Linked DNA regions of Mus musculus: all the other regions are linked to region 1. Evidence: chromatin contacts called from public promoter capture Hi-C data. All regions are on one chromosome and are shown on one strand. Each heading gives the region's core, a stretch centred on a gene start, on an enhancer-like site or on the middle of the called end of the contact. The rest is flanking DNA. Distances are from core to core; before and after follow the strand shown. Region 1 holds the start of Wrn (Werner syndrome RecQ like helicase). Region 2 holds the start of Eri1 (exoribonuclease 1). Region 3 holds the start of Dusp26 (dual specificity phosphatase 26 (putative)).

Evidence for each region. Promoter capture Hi-C pulls out the DNA fragments that hold promoters and counts their contacts. Capture Hi-C pulls out chosen DNA fragments and counts their contacts.
Region 2: a contact with region 1 is called in a promoter capture Hi-C map of liver, with 4 times the contacts expected there. The contact joins the promoter of Eri1 here to the promoter of Wrn in region 1. A contact is called at or near these places in 2 of 39 promoter capture datasets (the C10 cell line and pre-B cells) and 1 of 9 other capture datasets (liver).
Region 3: a contact with region 1 is called in a promoter capture Hi-C map of embryonic stem cells, with 3 times the contacts expected there. The contact joins the promoter of Dusp26 here to the promoter of Wrn in region 1. A contact is called at or near these places in 4 of 39 promoter capture datasets (the C10 cell line, embryonic stem cells, hippocampal neurons and 1 more) and 2 of 115 datasets of contacts at active chromatin or transcription factors (astrocytes and large pre-B cells).

What each region holds. Positions count from the first base shown.
Region 1 is chr8:33,384,196-33,386,895 of GRCm38.p6, reverse strand. It overlaps Wrn (Werner syndrome RecQ like helicase), which reads left to right and starts at 1,369. Exons shown (of 34, transcript NM_011721.4): 1 at 1,369-1,554. Purg (purine-rich element binding protein G) reads right to left here and starts at 1,054. Exons shown (of 2, transcript NM_001382855.1): 1 at 833-1,054; 2 at 1-566. The coding sequence starts at 560.
Region 2 is chr8:35,494,230-35,496,929 of GRCm38.p6, reverse strand. It overlaps Eri1 (exoribonuclease 1), which reads left to right and starts at 1,397. Exons shown (of 7, transcript NM_026067.3): 1 at 1,397-1,658. The coding sequence starts at 1,563. It overlaps Gm51568 (a long non-coding RNA gene), which reads right to left and starts at 1,404. Exons shown (of 2, transcript XR_003947532.1): 1 at 1-1,404.
Region 3 is chr8:31,088,184-31,090,883 of GRCm38.p6, reverse strand. It overlaps Dusp26 (dual specificity phosphatase 26 (putative)), which reads right to left and starts at 1,357. Exons shown (of 5, transcript NM_025869.4): 1 at 989-1,357; 2 at 582-724.

The DNA.
Region 1 (2,700 bases), core at 120-2,619:
TAGTATTTCCTATTGTCCCTCTCTATATAGTCCGTTTTGAGGACACTGTGAGGATGCTCTTCTGACCCCACTGACACCGGTGGGGAGGGTGCAGAGTGCTTCTGCCGCCTCCTGGAGACTTGCTCTTTGCTCTGGCCATGCTCCTGTCTGTGGCCTTTCAGGCCCAGATGGGCATAGTGCTCGATGAAGTCGCCTAGACAGTCCTTCAGCTCTGCTGCTACCGACAGGGAGAGGGTCAGTTTACTCTTTCTGATATTGTCCTGCCGGCCTCTCCCTATCCAGACTTCGGCTATCTTTAGGAAGCGGCCCCGGGAGCTCTGCTTCACGTCTAGGTAAAACCTCTTTTTCTGGATGTCCACACGTTTGGAGGCTAGCTCCTGGATTTCGGATGTGCCCCCAGACTGATTAGGGGTGGCTGACGCGGAGTAGTGGGGGTAGTGAGAATGCTGGGCCTGGGGATAGAGTCTACTCTTGCTTAGGCCAGGGCCCCCTACATTCTTGCCTCCGCGGCCACGGCCGCCGCCGCTGCCGCCGCCTCCCCTTCGCCTGGCTCTTTCCATCTTCAGCTGCAAGTGACAAACAGACACACGGGGTGGGATGGGGGAGGGGTGTTGAGAACAATCGCAGACGCCCCTGGGTCCGCACTGCCCCCGCTGCCGCCGCCCGGAACCCCTACTCTGGCCCGGCTCTCGCGCTCCGGCCTCGGCCGGCTCCGCACCGCGCACACAGCATCCCCTCTGCCGCCCCAGGCCTCCCGCTCCGATTCCCGTACGCTGCCAGCCGCCCAGCTCCGGCTCGGCAGCCCCGGGGGTCCCAGCCAGCCGACACTCACATCATCTCCGTCACCGATGCCCTTCACGACCACCGCCGCCGCCGCCGCCAGCTCTCGGCCCCTCCGCCGCCGCCCCCCGCCTCCTTCCCCGCCGCCGCCGCCGCCGCCGCGCGCTCTGCCCCCCGCCGGAGCAGCGGGGCAGGGGCATCGCCTGCGGCGCCCACCGCCGCCGCCGCGCCTCCTGCGGCCGCTGCCTGGATTCGGGCACCGGCCCGACGCCGCGGGGAGGGCGGGAGGGAGGCGGGGAGCTGCCTGAGGGGCCGGGCTTGGGACCCCGCCTCCCCAGCCGCGCTAGCGGAAAGACGGGGGACTCGGGCTCTGCCTCCGGGCGCGCCCTGACGGCAGACAGCGCGCGGGGACCCGGCGTGCGAGAGAGCCGGCAGGAGAGGTGGCGGGAGGGTTGTGATTTCCCGCGACTCACCCGCACCTGCGTTGAGACTACATTTCCCAGCGTGCCCAGCGGCCGTCAGCTCTGAGCATGCGTGCTGCGCGGGGTGGCTGCGGTGGGTGGGAGGGCGGCGCGGCTGGGAGAGGTTGGGCGGGGCCGCGGGCGGAGTGCAGGGAAGGGCAGTCGCCAGACCAGAAGTGCACCGAGGCGCCCGTTGGTATAAAGTTAGTAAATGTGAGGCCTCTCTCGATGCCTGGGTCCTGGGCTTTGGTTCTCAGTCCTCCATAAATCATCCTGCTGGAGGAGAAGACCCTTAGATCTGGCTCTTCTCAGGGTAACGTGCCTTCCCCGCTTTTGCCTCTCCCCTTTGCGTACCCTGGGCTATATCTACGCATCTCGGACGCTTGTTTCTCTCTCCCACGAGGCTTTCTCTTGGGGTTGTGTTGGGGAGATTCTTGGAAAGGGAGCCTTGCCTCCTTTCTCCTTCAGATCCCCTGGAAAGGGGCCTCGGAGCCACAGGCCTCCTCTGGTCCCGTCAGTGGGCTTTCCCGCCTCTTCCGCCCCAGCTGCTGTTTATAGCGCTTCGGAGGCAGAGGTAACTGAGTCCGGGGAGGCAACCGACTTTCCACTACTGAGCAAATTGTTTTGGACCTCTTAAGGTTAAGTCATTGTACTAATGAGCATTTGGTCTTGTTGAATATGACTCGTTCTCCCATAGACCTGATATGTAAAAACCTGGAGAGCAAAAAACTCTTTAGGATGCTAATCCAGAGTCCCCAAATAACAAATTTCAGCCTTATTTTTCCCTTTGGTTTTATTGAGACCCGGCTTCTCTTCTGTAGCCCCTCACACTTTTAGCCCAGGCTGTCCTCGAACTCAAGAGAGTACGGCCTACCCTGTCATGCCCTCTTGATCTTTTATTAGAGATTGTATGCAAAGCCTGCGGCGTATAGGGCAGTTTGGTACTCGATGTCGTTGTATACTAGTTGTCCCCTGTGTCTCCTCTTGCTTTGAGGATGGAACCCCAGACTGGGACCACTCACCTGCTTGATACAGCGCTCTTCAATTGAATGGCATCCCAGCTCTGCTAATTCAGCATATAATTGTTGAGCGCTGCTGAGATAACAAAATGAATGAAACAGAAAATTTACCCATTTTTGAGCTCACAATTTAGCGGAAAGAGATACACAAAATGCCAAGTGCAGTATTGACAAAGTGAAAATGAAAGAAAGACGGGTGAGGGCCAGTGGGTGTTGGGAGGTACAATTCCCAATAGGTCCTCACTGTGAAGGAAGTGTCTATGGGACAGGAAAGAAAGTGCAAGCCTGAAGGAGGCTGCTTGGAGTAAGAGTAACCTAGAAAGGCCTTTAGGGTAGAGAAAAGGGGCCTGCTCTTAGAGATCAGAGAGATTATGCAGGATTCATGACTATGTTAGGAATCTGGTGTGTCATCCTGAAGTGTTGGGAAGCTCTGGTCGAGT
Region 2 (2,700 bases), core at 148-2,647, 2.1 Mb before region 1:
CTGGAAAAGTGATTTTTCTTCTTTTTATGGTTAGATGCACTGGCTGCCTTTTTAGAGACCCCGGTTCAATCGCCAGTGTGTGAGAAATACCAAGTAAGAGTCTTGTCTTATGACAAGTGTTTAACCATGACCAAGGCAACTCTTAGAAGGATAGCGTTTAATTGGGGCTGGCTTATAGGTTCAGAGGTTCAGTCCATTATCATCAAAGTGGGAGCATGGCACCATCCAGGCAGGCATGGTACAGGAGAAGCTGAGAGTTCAACATCTTGCTCCAAATGCAAACAGGAGAAGACTGACTTTCAGGCAGCCAGCATGAATGAGGGTCTTAAAGCTCATGCCCACAGTGACAGACTTCCTCCAACAAGGCCACATCTACTAATAGTGCCACTCCCTGGGCCAAGCATATTTAAACCACCACAAGTCTTTTCTATGGATACTATAAAACTTGGGTTTAAGACAAAGAATTGAAATCTTTTTATCTTCCTCCACCTTGTGAGACTTTTAATGAAAATGTTTCGATCCTTCAGATCCAGAAAAACTACTGTTTACTCAAAGAACTGCTCCTTTATTCCAATGGCCCCTTTCCCCATCCTCCACTTCCTGTGCACCAATTCTTTTCAGACTAGCCAATCAAATCAGGCTGTGAAACAACGGGACCTCAAATCAGGAGGAAGAGACACACACAGGCCACACCCTAAGTTAAAATAATCACCAAACACACTTCCTGACTTGTATGTATTCACTCTTCGAGCATACCCGCTTGATAAAGAGTAAAGTTCATCTTGCCCAGACACTTAAGTTGGAATGGTAGTTTCTTCCTTCGCCTCTCAAAAACACCCACATGGCAACTCCCATGTTGGGTTCTAACTCCAATCCCAGGGACAACGCTCTCTTCAGCCTCCCTGGGGTACTGCACACACGCGGTGCAGACATGCTCGCAGGTAAAACACCCATAAACACAAGGGGGGGGGGTGGAGACGAATGAAAATGATTTTTAAAAACGTCCCCAAATGCCAAACAGCATTGGAAAGGATGCAATCCTGTAGATTTCAGCGTTGTGGAATCTAGACCCTAGGAACGCATCTGCAGAAGGGCATACATAGACTACACTGGTCGTTGTCAAAGCAGCTTCTGCTACAGTGGGGGAAAAAAAGTAAATAGATTTTGAGTTACTGGGAGGAAAGACCTTAGAACTTGCAGCAAACACTAATTAGGGCAGCTTCACGCGCGCATCCCAGGCAACCGGCGCAGCACCATTTTCGAACCTGCGGGCTACCCACGCCCACTTCCCCAAATCGCTCGCCTCCCGGGCTCTCTCCCGCCGCCGTCCTACCGCGCGCGCGCGGGGAGAAAAAGGAGGGGACCCGCCCACTGCGCCTGCGCGGCGTGACAACGCCACACGCTCCCGGAAGTAGGAGGCGTCCGGCGGAGTTTGTGTGGCGGCCGCCGCGGGAACGTGAAGCGCGGTAGTTTTTCAAGGGAGAGAGCGAGGCGGCTTCCCGCGGGTCTCGGTGGACCGACAGTGAGCGTCCGCGGCCGTCTCGCGGCCCGCGAGAGGCGGCATGGAGGACGAGCGGGGCCGGGAGCGTGGCGGCGACGCGGCGCAGCAGAAGACGCCGCGGCCGGAGTGTGAGGAGTCCCGGCCGCTGAGCGTGGAGGTGAGGTCGGGAGCTCGCGCGCGCGTGCGGGGCGGCCTCGCTCGCTCCCCTGCTCCGTCCTAGTCGGGGCGAGCATCGTCGGCCTCGAGAGGGAGGAGGTCAGGCGGGAAGTTCCGAGTGAGAATTCCGCGTAAACATTCGGCGCGCGCGGGCGCACTGCCGTTCCATCAGCCCCGTGGCGCTGATTGGCTGGGTTCTCTCCAGCGCCCACCCTCCCCGCCAGATGCGGCGGCAAGCCTTTCGGGGTGCTCGGACAGCCCGTGTCTTCCCAGCCCCAGACGGCCCACTGCCCTCTGCACCCCGAGGTGCATCTGTTCCCGAGAGGACCCTCCCCCGGTCTTTCCCCGTCCCCTACTGTCTCGCCCAGAACCCTGCCACGACCGGCTTTCTAAGTGATTTGCTACTTCCTCACGGCATGGGCAAGATCAGGAGATGATCCCCGGACTTCTGTTTTTCATCTTGATGAATTAGTGTTGGCTAGCGCCGCGGGTTGTGAGCGAGATGCTAAATTCTGTCGCTTTTTCGTAAGAGGAGTTGAGTACTGACACCCAGGTTATTCATTCATTGGCAGGGTAGAGAGATAGATGGCTTGGGTGTGAAAGGCTAGGCTCAAAAACCAAAATGTCAGAAGGTGGGTATTCCATAGAGGCGTCCCAATGCCTTTATTCTTTCCATTTACACCTTCGTGTAGTAGCCAGAATAGCCTTTTAAATATTATTTTTTAAAATGTGTGTGTGTGCGCAGGTGCCTCTGAAGACCAGGAAAGGAGGTATGGGTCTTGGGGAAGAGCAGAGTTTGTTCTTCATGGTTAAGCTGTCTATCAGGCCTCTAGAGTTTCCTTTTGACAGTCTGTGCCGAGGTTGCGCTGCGCATTCCGTGCCTTCTTCAGTTTGCCCCTCTGCTCAGTTCATATACACATCTTCGTCCACTCTGGCTTCCTTGTGTTCTTTTATCGTGGAGTGTTTTGTAACGTAAGGATCTTGTGCTCCTCTTGTCCGGAGCATGCTTCTCTGGATCTTTCCAGATTATTCCCTTTGTTGGT
Region 3 (2,700 bases), core at 108-2,607, 2.3 Mb after region 1:
TGTGGAAATCAACTGATCTTGCACTGCACAAGGAGCAGCGTCAGCCTTAAGGGGCCTAGCAGGTGTGTCTCAGAGTACCTGTGGAGACTAGGAGCTTGGGAAGATGGGCTCCTACTCTGAGCCTCACAGCTGGAAGAGACTGCCTTTGAGGCTTGCCCTAGGACATTTGGGCAGAGAGACAACTGTGGAAGATCTCCATCCATGGTCACTTCCCGCTATGGTCTGGCATGTTAGGTGGGCTAACCTGCAGCATCTCCCCCATCCCCTCCAATTTCCTGTGCTTCCATCAGCCTTAGGGGCCTCAACTGAATGTCCAGCAATAAGAAGCCATCTTGACCCATGGCCTCACAGTGATCCCACCACACGCTCCCAGCTGGCCTAGCTTTCTCTTCTCTAAGGGTCAGTCTTTCAGAACACACCACAAACAGGGGCAGTGGGGTCATAGCTAATAAAGGATGAGTCTCTACTCAGGAGTTCAGGGACAGATAGGTTTTCAATGGTTTGTTTAGAAGAAGCCCAAAAATCCAGTACTACAATCGACACCACCACCACCACCACCACAACCACCCCTCAGCACCTACCTCTACTCCTGGGGCTCAAAGACCCATCCTTTCCCTCCAATAACCTCTCTCAGAATAGATTCTGCTGCCTAAGTGCTGGTGAAAGGCACGGAGACTGGCAGGAGAGAAGAAGCAGGTAGCCGCTGTCCTCTGGACTATTCCTCCTGGTGTAGAGGATTCAAGTTCAGGCTGGAATACACCCCTGGGCCTTTTCCAATCCCATTAACCCGCCACCAGAGGCCCTGGCCGCTGCCCCCCTCCCTCCGTCTGCTGTCGCGGTAGTAACAGGTTCGTGGCTGTCGCCTTAGCCTTGTGCCAACCCAGACAGCCTGGCGCAGCGGGGAAGCAGGGCACAGCGAGACGTGCGGCGATGCTCCTGTGAACCTGCCCGGCCCCGACTCTTGTCCCCGCACCCCACATGTCTCTACCTCCTGGTCGCAAGGGTCTCAGATCCCGAGGTGGCCTGCGGGCTCCCGCAGTCCGGTGCCCATGGCTCTTTCGCGGCCCCCGCCGCTGCGCCGCCGCCCCGGCGCGCAGGTGGATGGCAGCTATTTTTACGCCATGACACGCACATCGAAGCAGGTTCCTCTCGGTGTGCGCGCTGGTGACACCCAGGGACACCGTGTCACGCAGCGGTGGGAGCCGCCACACCGCAGCGACACAGCCCGCCCCTGTTTACAGCCCCGCGCAGGCCCGCAGCCCCGCCTCGCGTGCACGCCAGGGCTGCTGCCCTGTAGACCAATGGCAAAGCCTTGTTGCAAGCCTTTCCAGACAGGGTCTATATACACTGCTCGCTCTTCCCAGACAGAATTCATGAATTGCAGACGGCCTGCCCTACTCTTTTCTACGCGCTAGAGAACAATCCTCAGCTACCCTTACTATTAATAGCGTTTACCATATGCTAGGCACTTCACCTGTCTTAGGGGACTTTTATACGCATCAGAGGTGCATCAGACAGGCATCTTCATCTGCATTTGGGGAAGGGAAGATACTGAAGTACAGAGAGGCTAAGTCCAGGTCAGCAGCTAGGTATTGATAGAGCCAAGCATCCGAGGATGGTAATGAGACCCCCAAGTTCATGCTATGACTCTTCCAACCGTGCTGCCCATTCAAGGGAGTATGCACTTTGCATTTCAACCAGAAAGCCATTTCTGCATTTTACAACTGTACACTCAACCCAGCCCTGAAGAAATTAATCGTCATTTCTTTCTCACATGATGTCGTTCAGTGGTATCTGCTATCACCTGTTTCTCTATATGGTCAGCGTCAAGATCGTTAAGTATTCAGAGTCAAGAGTCAAGATCGGTGTTGCCTTTCCTAAGAGTCTCTTTCATTGCTTGTCTTTGTTAGGGTTTCTATTGCTGTGATGAAACATCCTGACCCCGAGGAAAGGGTTTATGTGGCTTATACTTCCATATCACTGTTCATCATCAAAGAAGTCAGGATAGGAACTCAAACAGGGCAAGAACCCCAAGAAAGGAGTTGATGCAGAGGCTATGGAGAGGCACCACTTACTGGCTTGCTTCTCATGGCTTGCTCAGCCTGCTTTCTTATAGAACCCAGGACCACCAGCCCAGAGATGGCTCCACCCACAATGAGCTTGGCTCTCCCCCATCAATCATTTATTAAGAAAATGCTCTACAGTCCTGTCTACAGCCTGGTCTTATGGAGACGTTTTCTCAGTAGAGATTCCCTCCTCTCAGATGACTTTAGCCTGTGTCAAGTTGACACAAAACGACCCCACACACTGCGTGGAGAGACCCAGGATGGGGAGTCCGAATGACTATGGTCAGATGGTGCGACTGAGAAGCAGGCAGAGCCCCAGCTACCTACAGGAAGGAAGCAGGAGTCAGGGAAGCAGAGGCAGGCTAGTTAGGAGATGGAGGTGGTGTCTACTGTGGTTGAGATTGGGAGCTGGGACAATCTGAGCTCAGAGAATAGATGAGGATGTAGTCTGTGAACCAAGGGAAGCATCATGAGACACAGCACCAAATACCCCAGTGTTGCAGACTGCCAGGTACCTCCCTAGGCTGCCGTCTGAGCCACCCACCGCTCCTCTCAAGAGGCAGGCTTCCATCTCAACGTCCTCCATCTCTCCTTGTTCCTTTCTGACACGGCACTTCACCTAGAGATGAATTCC